Regions from separate parts of the Mus musculus genome. Here region 1 is linked to region 2. The links are chromatin contacts, called in public Hi-C maps. All regions are on one chromosome and are shown on one strand. Each heading gives the region's core, a stretch centred on a gene start, on an enhancer-like site or on the middle of the called end of the contact. The rest is flanking DNA. Distances are from core to core; before and after follow the strand shown. Region 1 has its middle 33 kb from the start of Gm32563. Region 2 overlaps Lmo1 (LIM domain only 1).

Region 1 (5,392 bases), core at 2,305-4,804, 79 kb before region 2:
TCTGAACACACAAATAACCCTCATGCAGGCTAGTTTTATGTCAACTTGATACATGCTAAAGTCATCTGAGAGGTGGGACCCTCAATTAAGAAAATGTTTCCATAAGAGCAGACTGAAGGCAAGCCTGTGGGGCATTGTCTTAATTAGTGATTGATGTGAGAAGGCCTAGTCCATTGTGGGTGGTGTCATCCCTAGGCTGGTGGTCCTGGGTCCTATAAGAAAGAAGGCTGAGCAAGTCATGGGGTGCAAGCCAGTAAGTAAACACCCCTTTATGGCCTCGGTGTCAACTCCTGCCTCCAGGTTCCTGCCCTGCTTGAGTCCCTGTCCTGACTTCCTTTGGTGATCAGCAGTGACGTGGAAATGAAAGCCAAATAAATCCTTTCCTCCCCAAGTTGCTAGCACCTCAGCAATAGCAACCCTAACTAGGACAGCCCTGTTGACATGACAGCCTCAAACGCAAGTGCACGCCATTCCATGACCTTGACCAGCACCCGAAGATTAAGTCCTGTCTAGAGAGCTGTCTTTAGGAAAACATATTGTCTTCCCTTTAGATCTGAATCCTCCAGGCAGCTCTCGCTGTTGATATTCTACACCCTTGGGCCTAGGAGCTCACTAAGCTGCTGCGAAACAGGAGAGCACACCTGTGGTGCCTCTTGTGACTTAGGATGGCTCTCAAAGCGCACCTGTGCCACCTGGCTCTCAAGCCCGCCTCTTCATCCATTTTTCAGCCCTTCCCGCCCACCCTGGCTCTCCACGAAGGTGGATTCCACAGCCCCGCCCCACCCCGGGGCACCAGCTTCTGCAACAATGATTAACCGGCCCTAGCAGTTTAAGAATGCTTATTTGCACACAGTTATGAAGTGTCACGATATGTCTCCAATGCAAGCGGGTTCCATTAGAAGCGGAACGGCAGAGCGGGAAGCGCAGGCAATATTTCCTTAAAAGTTCATCGTAGGCAATGGGGTAGTGTGAGGAGCTAAACAAATCCAGGCAATAATGGAAATGTAGCATGAAATTACTTCTGTAAACAACAACCATTCATTATTTGAACATTTTTCATAAGCCAGCAGGCAGGGATTGGGGTGGCGGTGGGAGGGGAGGGGGTTGCTGAGGCCAGGCCCAGGCGCCCACCAGAGTCTTCAGGCTGAGCTTTCAGAGGGGCTTCAGTACCCATCCATCTAAAGAAAATGCCCAGGCTCTGCTCCATCCTGCCCAGCCTGCTGTCAGGGTTCCCTTTCTTCATTACGCAGGATCCGCACAGGCAGAGGGAATGCATGATTTAAGGAGGAAAGAGAGACCCACTACTTAATGTTGATTTGGCGGAGTGTATAACCCCGGAGAGAAATGTAAATAGCAGCTCGCAATAACATGACAGCCCACTAATCATATTTACAAACGATATTAAATCTGTCCACACGCAGGCCTGCCTGCGGATTGGCCCGGCCATAATTGTCATTGTAACCAGCGCCGGCTTATGGGAGGATTTAACTGCAGTGATATAAGGTGAGTCGCGGGCTTATTATGACTTTATTATTACTCGGTTTATGTTTATTAAAACAATTTGTCATGCAGAGCAGGAATGGAGGAATGGGGGGCATTAAATCGTGCCATACTCAACCTGGAGAGATGGCTCCCGGGATGAATGGCAGCAGGCCCAATCCACTACTTGGTCCCCTCTGGAGCTGGGGACCTGTCAGCACAAGCCACCTAGAGCCCTGGCCTGGCATGGGAGGCCACTCCAACCAGAACCTCAGAATACAGCAACTCAGCTCGAAGGCTCTTTTTTTTTTTTTTTTTTTTTTTTTTTTTTTTTTTTGTAATCCTGTCTTTCAAGAAGGTGACTTGGGATGACCACAGAAAGGAGGAAGGCCTGAGTTGCTGTAAGGTGTGTTTATGGCTGGCCATCAGGAAACCACCAGGAGCTCGCCTAGCTGGCCAGGCAAGGAGGCAGGCCTGAGAGGGTTCCACCAAGGGAGCAGATAGAGGCTCAGCACAAAAGGTCTTGGAAGAAGTTTAATAAAAGCCATTTTATTTTCTCTGGGGGTCCTTATTGGTTATTATCAAATTTATTTCATCCCCAATCTTTGTTCTTTAGAAAGGCAGTGGAAAGGGGGTTGGGGCTGGCTAGCCTTAAGAGGAACATGTCCTCCTGTCCAGTAAATAATACTCCCTTTGCCCCAATCCAATTACCCAAGGCAGAGAGGTGGTGGGAGGCGGGAGGCCTAGGCAGTAGCTCCCACCCAACCAAGGCTGAAGCCTCTGGTGCAGACATAAAAGTCACAGGTACATGCTGGGTCTGACAACCCCAGCAAAAAGCATGCATGGTGTGGAATGGAGGGTCAGGGTGCCAACCCTGAGTCCTCAGAACTGGGTCTGTGCCTGCCACAAAAATGTCAGGAAGTTACTCATGTGTCAGTGTCCCAGAGCAGGAAGAGCCAAACACTGACTAACAAAGCCAGTCAGATCCAGATAGTTTCCGCCTGGGTGCAAACTGCTACCTCTCTTCGGGAATTCCATTCACCCTCATATTATCTCCATGTATGCTAAACTTAGAAAAGGATGCCTCTTCTTAGAGGCAGAGCTTGTGATTGACAAGTGCCGCCAAGTCCCGATGATTGCTGCCCTCATTTACTTCCTTGGTCCTTGTGAATCGAACAACCCGTACAACTCTACAGGAGGACCCTACCCCCTGCCAGCAGCCTCGAGGCCTGAAATGCCATTATTTCAGCGATACACTGGCTGAACAAAGTCTCCAAAGCCATTAATGTCCTGAGCAATGAAGTAGGAAGTCTCTAGAGAGGATGGTGGGGGGTGAGAAAGGATGCTCTCCTATCACCAGCCGGTAGAACGCATTTGTCAGGTCTTAGGCCTCGTGGTGGGTGAGCACCGAAACAGACAGTGTGGCTCCCTTCCAGGCCCTAGAGCAGTGCTGATGTGGAGCACGGTGCTGGGTGCTCACAACAAGAGGTAGCTGAGGGCATGGTATCAGCTTTCAGCTTCTGCTGTCCATTGTCAGGGACCTGGCTCCAACTGGCTGCCTTGGGTGTATACCATGTCTCTGGGAAGGTCCATACATCCCACATTCCTGTCAAACCTAAGGGCCAGTGTGGGGACACTAAAACTGACTATTAGTCGTAGAAGTGACCTTCCGGGTACCCTTTTGGAAGAGGGGCTTCTGTCCTCTGCTCACATGACTTCTGTGGGCAATCCTCACTCTCTGCTGTTGGAAACCTTTCCTAGATGGGATATCTAGAGATGGGTCTCAGAGAACAAGGCTTGTCTTGTGTATTCCAACCTGCTTTCCAGGGGCGCAACTCCCCCATGGAAGACTTCTGGGTCCCTCCCATTAACTCTCTTTAACATGCGGGTCCCTTCCAATGGCTAGTACCCAGGTTTTCCCTCCCTTGTGAATGCAGCCCCAATGGGAATGTCATTGGCTCCCCACTCCCAGACCTGGCTCTAGACAGCAGAGGACACAGTGGCTATTTGTGGGTCTAGCTCTCCAAGCCTGTGGATGCCTATAGGCCTCGGGTCCCTTTGTCTCACTTAAGAAAGGCGTCACCAAGCAGTGACTCACAGGAGAAACAATAAGCCTTTATTGCGGCTGCCCTTCTCCTCAACCATTCAACCTGCTGGCCGGCAGGAGAGCCGTGCTGGCAAATTAAAAGTCTCTAAATTTTCTTTATGTCTCCTTGGATACTTGGGGAGCTTTAATGTAGGACTGGCTAGCCTAGCTCAGTGACATGGCACATTGGGGCTGAGGCCAAAGTCCCAAAACAGGGAGGATCTGGTCTATGTGCAATTGGGTGGGCATGGGCCTAGATGGGGGCTGCTGTTGGTGTTTCTGGGGCCCCCAGGGACTTGGGACACCAAGGTTCTGCGGTACCTGGTTCTGTGGGAGTTTGGAACTCTGCTAACAGTCTCTATACCTAGGTGTTAGGCATGTGTTCTTTCTGACACCAGCCCTGCAGAGTCCCAAGGTGGACACAACCCTAGAAGAGGATGGTGGGAAAATAAGGTGAAGCTCACCTGCTCACAGTTCCCCCAAGAGCCTCCTTTAGCTTCTGAGCTAGCTCTCTCTCTCTCTCTCTCTCTCTCTCTCTCTCTCTCTCTCTCTCTCTCTCTCTCTCTGCAGGCTGGGAGGCAGTTCATGGACAAAGTAGTGAGACTGGACTTGTTCAGTTAACATTTGTGCTATCAACATCATTTAGCAGCACCTCTCTGCTCCAGGAAATGTCTCATCCACTGAGCCTTCCAGTGCTGGACCAGGTCATATTCCAGCAAGAGCTAATCACTGGCCACCAGGGGGAGCCCTGCCAGGCTATCAGATGCTACCTCATGGTCACTCCACAAGCAAAAGCTGCAGGCTTTGTAGACTGGAGATGCCATTTAGGAGGTAACTAGGCAGTGGAGAGGAGCACTTTGGAGCCTCTGGGGGGTTGGAGGCCTTGTAGACTGTGAGCTGCTGGTGGTTGCAGGGGTGGACGTAGATGTAATACACCATCAGGTTACATGGCCTGAGCATGCCACAGTATAGAAACCATGCCTGACTCGCCCCTGTGTTCTCCTTCGCTCCTCCTAAAGGTCTGACCTTAGAAACAGACAATGTAGTAAGCATCTGTCCCCAGAGCATGGTCAAGGGACCCCCATGGCTCTGAAAGACAGAACCAAACAACCTTCCTACTATACCCCAGTTATAATAACCCTTTGGATACCTCACTCCCAGCTGTACTTCCCCAGGAGATTGGGGTGGACTCTATCACACTTGGAAATGATCCCAGGACTGGAGTGCTGAGAACAAGGCCAGGTCTTGGTCACTGAGAGGTTCTAGGGTATAAAGTTTGTTATGGGTGCTGTCCTTGGCCGGTCAGAGTGGATTGGAGGGGCATGTGTTTAGAAATGAAGATCCAAGGATGGACCCTGGCCTGGAGTCTAGGTCAGAGACACCAGGAAGTGGAAGTGGACCCTGCTCACTGTGATACCTTGTCTAGAGCTGCTATCTGTCTGGACTTGCAGGCTCCTCCTGGGGGTGGGGTGGAGGGGAGAGCCCCTTCCCTTCACCACTCTATCTGATTGTCTGCTAGGTTAGGTTTTGGCAATTTCTTGCTTCGTTTCTTTAATCCCTGATTCTTTTGAAGCGCAGAAAGCAGAGGGAAAGCAGAGAGCCCGAGGTGGGAGGTTAGGAGTAGAGGTGAGGCAGAGATTTAAAAAGACGGAAGAAAGTCGTCTGGTCTGAAGCGCCCAGGCTTGATAAACTGTGGGGACAGCAAGAGCTCTAGGGATGCAGATGGGAGCTATGAAGCCCAAAGCCAGGGCATCATCCCCTCCTCCATCTCTCAAGGATGTCTGACATCAGTGTGAACGGACCGCATACCTGTGAGGCCAAGCAGCA
Region 2 (5,408 bases), core at 40-2,539:
CTACACCTGACTGTAGGTTACATAGCCCCCCATGGGGAGTAAGATGGTTTTAAAGCTCAGTCTGGCAGGATCTAGATATGGTAGTCAGTTCTTGACTAGGCCCGCTTGCTGTCCCAAGAGCTAGGGAATGGGCTAGCCTCTGGGTGGAGGCAGCTCCCAGGCAGGCCCTTACATCCTCTGTGCTCTTCCCCTGGCAGGCTTTTTGGCACCACAGGAAACTGTGCTGCCTGCAGCAAGCTGATCCCAGCTTTTGAGATGGTGATGCGGGCCCGAGACAATGTGTATCACCTTGACTGCTTCGCCTGCCAGCTCTGCAATCAGAGGTGAGTGCCAGAGCCTCAGCCAGCCCCACACACTACCCAGACCCGAGCCTGAGGCCTGCTGGCTGAGCCAGGAGCGCTGAGGAGGCGTGCAGACAAGTGTGACTTCATTTATGTATGTAGCTAAGTATGCATGCTTTGCTTATCATACATGTGCATGTGTGTATATCTACATCTTATGGTCAGATGTGTACACTACAGTATTAGTGCACTATGTAGGTGGTAAGTTTCTACATGAATTGAATGATGGGGTATGTGTGTGTGTTTTCACTATGTATATATATTGTACATAGCATAAAGTATTTGCACATTTGAGGGAGGAGTTGTTTGTTCCAGAGTCTCGAGTATCCAAGGCCACCCTTAAACTTGCTATGAAGCCATGGTTGCTGGGACTGTAGGAGTGTGCCACAGGTCCAGTATATATGTGCTTGTGTTTGTATTGTAAATGTTTGTGTGCACACGAATACTAGTACATGAGATAGGTGTTTAGATGTGCATGCAACTATAATTATTCATGCATAAGAGTTTGTGAATACTGTATGTACCTGGTGAGGTGAGAATTGTATGCATGTTTTAAATGTGTGTACTGAGTGTACTGTATCTGTGTGCATGGGGTTTTGTGTCCTGTCTTGTGAGAAGGGGTTCCCAGGCCCATAGGGTAAGAGATATCTTTAGGGAATATCACTCCCCCAACCCCCAACTCTACTCATGAATCTGGCTCTGCCCCCCCCCCCCCCACCTCTTTTGTGGATTTCTGGGCCCTATTCATTATCCCAGTCCTGGGGGAAGACTTGAGGGACTTAAGGCTAGGAATTTACCATCAAAAAGCAGGAACTCTTCTTGGGAGCCCTCAGGTCAGGTAGGAATCCATACAGATATTTTCAGGTTGAGGTCTAGAGGGACCTGCAGGGAACACTAGACTGGCAGAGAGCTCTGGCTAGACGGCCTACCAGCAGGGTTCTGTGAAGTTCCATCGCCACCTGGTGGTTGAACTGAGATCCACTACTGGGACTGAGTCAGTGACCCAGGAGCTTAAAAGTCTTGGCCACCAGGGGACAATGTCTTTAAGGGGAAGCTTGAAAATTCTTCAGTACTTCCAGCAGACTAAGAGACCCAAAAGTGATCTTCCTGGGCTAAAGAATAAATTGTGGACTGTGGTCTCACTCGTAAGAGGCTGTGAGCCTTAAGCTGAGAGGGCAGAGGGATGGAAGCAGCCATGTTCTCCTTCTCCCTACCTCCCCTCATCTCTTGGTCTCCATCCCTCCACTCTCTAGTTCTGGTCCCCTAAGCTCTCCCAAGCTGCACCATCTCTGGGACCGGGGTAAGGCATCTGCCCTCGCCCTGCACCTCCTCACATGACCTGCTGGTGGGAGGCCTGTGGCTTGACCGGCTACCTATCTCACCACGCCAGGGTGCAGGGGTCTGCTGAGAGTAATTGACCAGGCTCGCAGTGCCCTGGCATTTCCTCTACACTCCCTGGGAGGTTCCAGCCAGATCAGCAGCAGCACCGTCAGCCATGCATGCCCCACCTCCTGGGCCAGGCTGGGACCTCCTCTCACTGGAACCTCACCTATAGCCCTCTTTTCTCTTGATTTTTTTTTTCTCTAGATTTTGCGTGGGAGACAAATTCTTCCTGAAGAACAACATGATCTTGTGCCAGGTGGACTATGAGGAGGGGCATCTCAATGGCACCTTTGAATCCCAGGTTCAGTAACGCCCACCATCTGGCCTCCAGGTCCATCTGTCCGTCTGCCCACCTGTCCACCTGCCTGGCAGGCCGGCCAGCCACTCTGCCTGCGCGGGCTGGCCAGCCGCTGTCCTACAAGTTAGAACTTCATCCTCGATGGGAAGGTGGCTGTTCTCCACCACCACTGCCCATCTCTGTGGGACCCCTCCTGGGGCCAGGCTCAGCCTGTACAGTCTGTCTTCTGTATATAAATGGGAACATTTATTTTATGAGAAATGTAATGCGATTTTATTACTGGCGTGGATTAAACTTATGAATGTTTCCGGGGACATGACTGCATTGTTCACATTACCGACACAAAACTGCACCTCCCTACCTTCTGCCTCTGGTGGGCGGGGCATGGAGAAGCGACCTCCAGCCTATGCTCTTGCCACAAAGACGCAAACAAGCATGGCTTTAGGGACCAGAAGAAGGGAATCTTTCAAAGTGCCCCAGCCACACATGAGAAGTGGGGTATGCCTCCCTCCCTGCAAAGCATACATCCTAGCCCTATGCAAAGCCCTGAGAAGAGCGGCGCTGTGACACTCTGTGTACTTTTAGACCAACCCTAAAAGTCACTGGAACCCCTAGCAAAGTAGCAAGATGGGGACCCATGCTCTGGGTCCACAGTAGAACCCCAAATCCCAAGCCCCATATCATGACAGTACCCTCTTAACCCCTTTCCCTTTCACAGTGACAGATAGTGTTTGCTGGGACTGACCTGGATCCTAGTATCTTGCTTATCAATCAAAACATTCTGTTTCCCTTGAGCTTGTCTATGCAGGCTCGAGACAGTCAGTCAGTCACTCAGCAAACCTCAATCTACTCCAAGTCTTAGCCGTATGCCTCTATTGGAGCTAACACCAAGGGAATCAGGCATGGGGTTGAGTCATTGTTGAGACACAGTCTCTGCTCTTGAGAAGTCTGCTGGGGACCTGGAGGTCTGAAGCCTAGGTAGGGGGAGAGAGAAGAAAACCAGGAACACTAACAGGGCGCAGCAGGGGAGGCAGACTGCTTCTGGGGAGAGCTGAAATGAGCCCATTCCCCGCAGCAGACATGGGCCATGATGACTGACTCTCAAGAGTCCGGGACAGAGGAGCCAGCGGACATACTCTCAAACAGACACATGTGTGGACAGGCAGCAGAGACAGGCAGGCGAGCCAGCAGGCAGTCAGCCCAAGCCAGGAGACAGCCAGACCTGTGGCAGACAGTCAGACAGGCATTTCTGTCTGCCTGGCTGAGCTAGGCTCACCCGGGGTAGCAAGGATAATGCCACAGTACTGGGCACGGAGCCTGGAAGGGAGCAGAGTAGGTAAGGAGCATCAGTGAGAAGCCTGGCCAGGGAAGGCCGTGTGGACAGGCGCTCCACCCAGACCCTTTGCTTTCTTCCTCAGGGCCTATTTTCCACCTGGCCACAGCCAGGAGCCCAGTGCTAATGGAGGAGCCTGACTATGGCCTCCAGCTATGGCTGCCCCTCCCATATCTATGCACCAGGCTCACTTCTCCATTCTCAAGTGTGGAGACAAGTCTCTCCGGCGCCTGGAAGAGACTGCTTCTATAAGTCCGGGTTTTGTGGCCAGAGGAAGGAATAGGTAGGACCAAGGATCATGGTGTAGAAATTCTCTGAAGGAGTTATACCCATGTATGTGTGAGAATATATGGAGAAAGGGCCAGTGGACCTGCAGGGGTGTTTGTGTGTGTGTGTGTGTGATGCGCTAGGTTGGGGTACCGGCAGTGTGATTGACAGTAGACTGGGAATGAGATTGAGTGTATGCAGAGACAGGAGGATTGCAGTCTACAGTGAGCAGTTTTTTTCTCTCAACATGAGAAAGCAGATGTCTTTCCTGGATGGTAGCACTGTTGTCAATGCCAGACGCTCTGTGGGCTCTTAAGGCCTAGGATGCCTGCCCCAAAGGCCTGCCTCCTAACTTCAGAGTTTGCTGCAGATAAAGTTGTAACACAAGTTAATTACATGGTTATGGAGAGATAACGGAGGCACTGAAATGCAGTTTCTGGGCAATTACAATTGTTTCCAACAGAGTTACCATATTGCAGCCATGAAATAGCATGTCATTCTGCGGTAATTATGTAATTAACTTGTCTCACTACTCTAGGTTGCACAACAATTAATTCACTCACAATAAGATAGACTCAAAATCAAACAGGCTGCATTTGAAAGCCCCCAGTAGAGGAGCTGGCCTTCTAAGACCCCAAACCTACTCTATCCATCTCAGACCTTATCAGGGGGTTTCCCAGCTCCATATGTCCCAAAACTTGCCAAGCCCAGAGTCACGGATCCAACTTACTGCTCTCTTACCACCCTGCCCAGGAAGTAAGAATGATCCAATTCCTAGGTGAGCCAAGAGACCCAGATCCACACTGAAGTGCTGTGCTGACTGACATGAGCTGGCATCGCCATGCTGGCTGTTGTGAGGGCCTGAGTAGGATGCACCTCACCAGGAAGCTCCCTGTCAGTCCACAGATGCTCTGAAGGCAAACTATACTGGCCTGGCTTCGGCCACGTGAGGCCAGTAGGAGGGGAGGGGCATTGTTCATGGGACAACTGGAGAAGGTTCTCAGTGGCTACTGAAGTCTAGGGATTAAGTCTTTGTAGGGCATTTATGGTCTCTAGGGGTGATTTAGGAAAAGTCTAGCCTCCCCCACTCAAGCCACTAAGTGCAGGGTATAATTTGTCCTAGGCTGGTTCTCCTTGGAGACTGTAGCCCACTGATGATTGAGGGTCAGGGACAGAGGGAGCTGAGCAGAAGCATTGGAGGCTGTATCAGGTCTAGCCTGGGGCATGTAGTCCTTGAACTGTGGACTGAATTTGAACTACACACAAAACCCTTCCATAGACAGCCCCAGGTGTGTAGGGGGCTCCATCTTCAATCCTTGTCTTACTTTGATGTCAGAAATACCATCACAGAGCTCCTGGGCCCCATGCATGGTAGAACCTGTTCCTATCCCCAGTCCTTGATCTGAAGCTGAGTGACAGGGAAGGGCTGAGAAAGAAGCCTGATTCCAATGTTGATGCTGCCTATCGTGGCGTCTCACTTGGGTCTTATCTCCTGGGTCTGATCACAGTGACCTTGTATGCAGGAAGGACTGACAAAACCCACATGGCATGGCAGTCCTGTCTTGGAGGGCTCCTCACTCTGAAGGGACAATGAATGGCTTTTCTCAGTTCTGCCATCAGAGATCATTCATGACCAGGCTGACTGAATCTGGCACTGAGCGATCCCCAGAACCGCCTACCTGGCATACCAAGTGAGGGCAGGCCCAGAGAAGATCCTTCCTAGCTGCAGCTGCTCATTGCCCTTGGAGAAAATGCCTCAGAGAGGGTGGTGGTGGTGAGTCAATAT

What was found. A called contact is a pair of places that touch in the nucleus more often than the background predicts.
Region 1: a Hi-C map of stem cell-derived neural stem cells shows a contact between it and region 2, with 2.0 times the contacts expected there. The contact joins two enhancer-like sites. A contact is called at or near these places in 3 of 15 datasets of contacts at CTCF or cohesin (the G1E-ER4 cell line, embryonic stem cells and liver), 127 of 484 Hi-C or Micro-C datasets (the 63-12 cell line, the AtT-20 cell line, B cells and 74 more), 11 of 115 datasets of contacts at active chromatin or transcription factors (astrocytes, bone marrow-derived dendritic cells, bone marrow-derived macrophages and 5 more) and 3 of 9 other capture datasets (embryonic stem cells, embryonic tail and embryonic trunk).

Annotation. Positions count from the first base shown.
Region 1 is chr7:109,217,258-109,222,649 of GRCm38.p6, reverse strand. No RefSeq gene overlaps it. Among named protein-coding and RNA genes, the nearest start is that of Gm32563, 33 kb to the left of the region's middle. Within about 2 kb of position 3,554, at least 21 of the 459 cell types and tissues checked have an H3K27ac peak or open chromatin away from gene starts, as enhancers often do. A contact at or near this core is called in the N1E-115 cell line and stem cell-derived neural stem cells, where this site is marked.
Region 2 is chr7:109,135,497-109,140,904 of GRCm38.p6, reverse strand. It overlaps Lmo1 (LIM domain only 1), which reads left to right. Exons shown (of 4, transcript NM_001302205.1): 3 at 198-323; 4 at 1,929-2,340. The coding sequence ends at 2,034. Among named protein-coding and RNA genes, the nearest start is that of Gm44781, 4.6 kb to the left of the region's middle. Within about 2 kb of position 1,289, at least 4 of the 459 cell types and tissues checked have an H3K27ac peak or open chromatin away from gene starts, as enhancers often do. A contact at or near this core is called in the N1E-115 cell line and stem cell-derived neural stem cells, where this site is marked.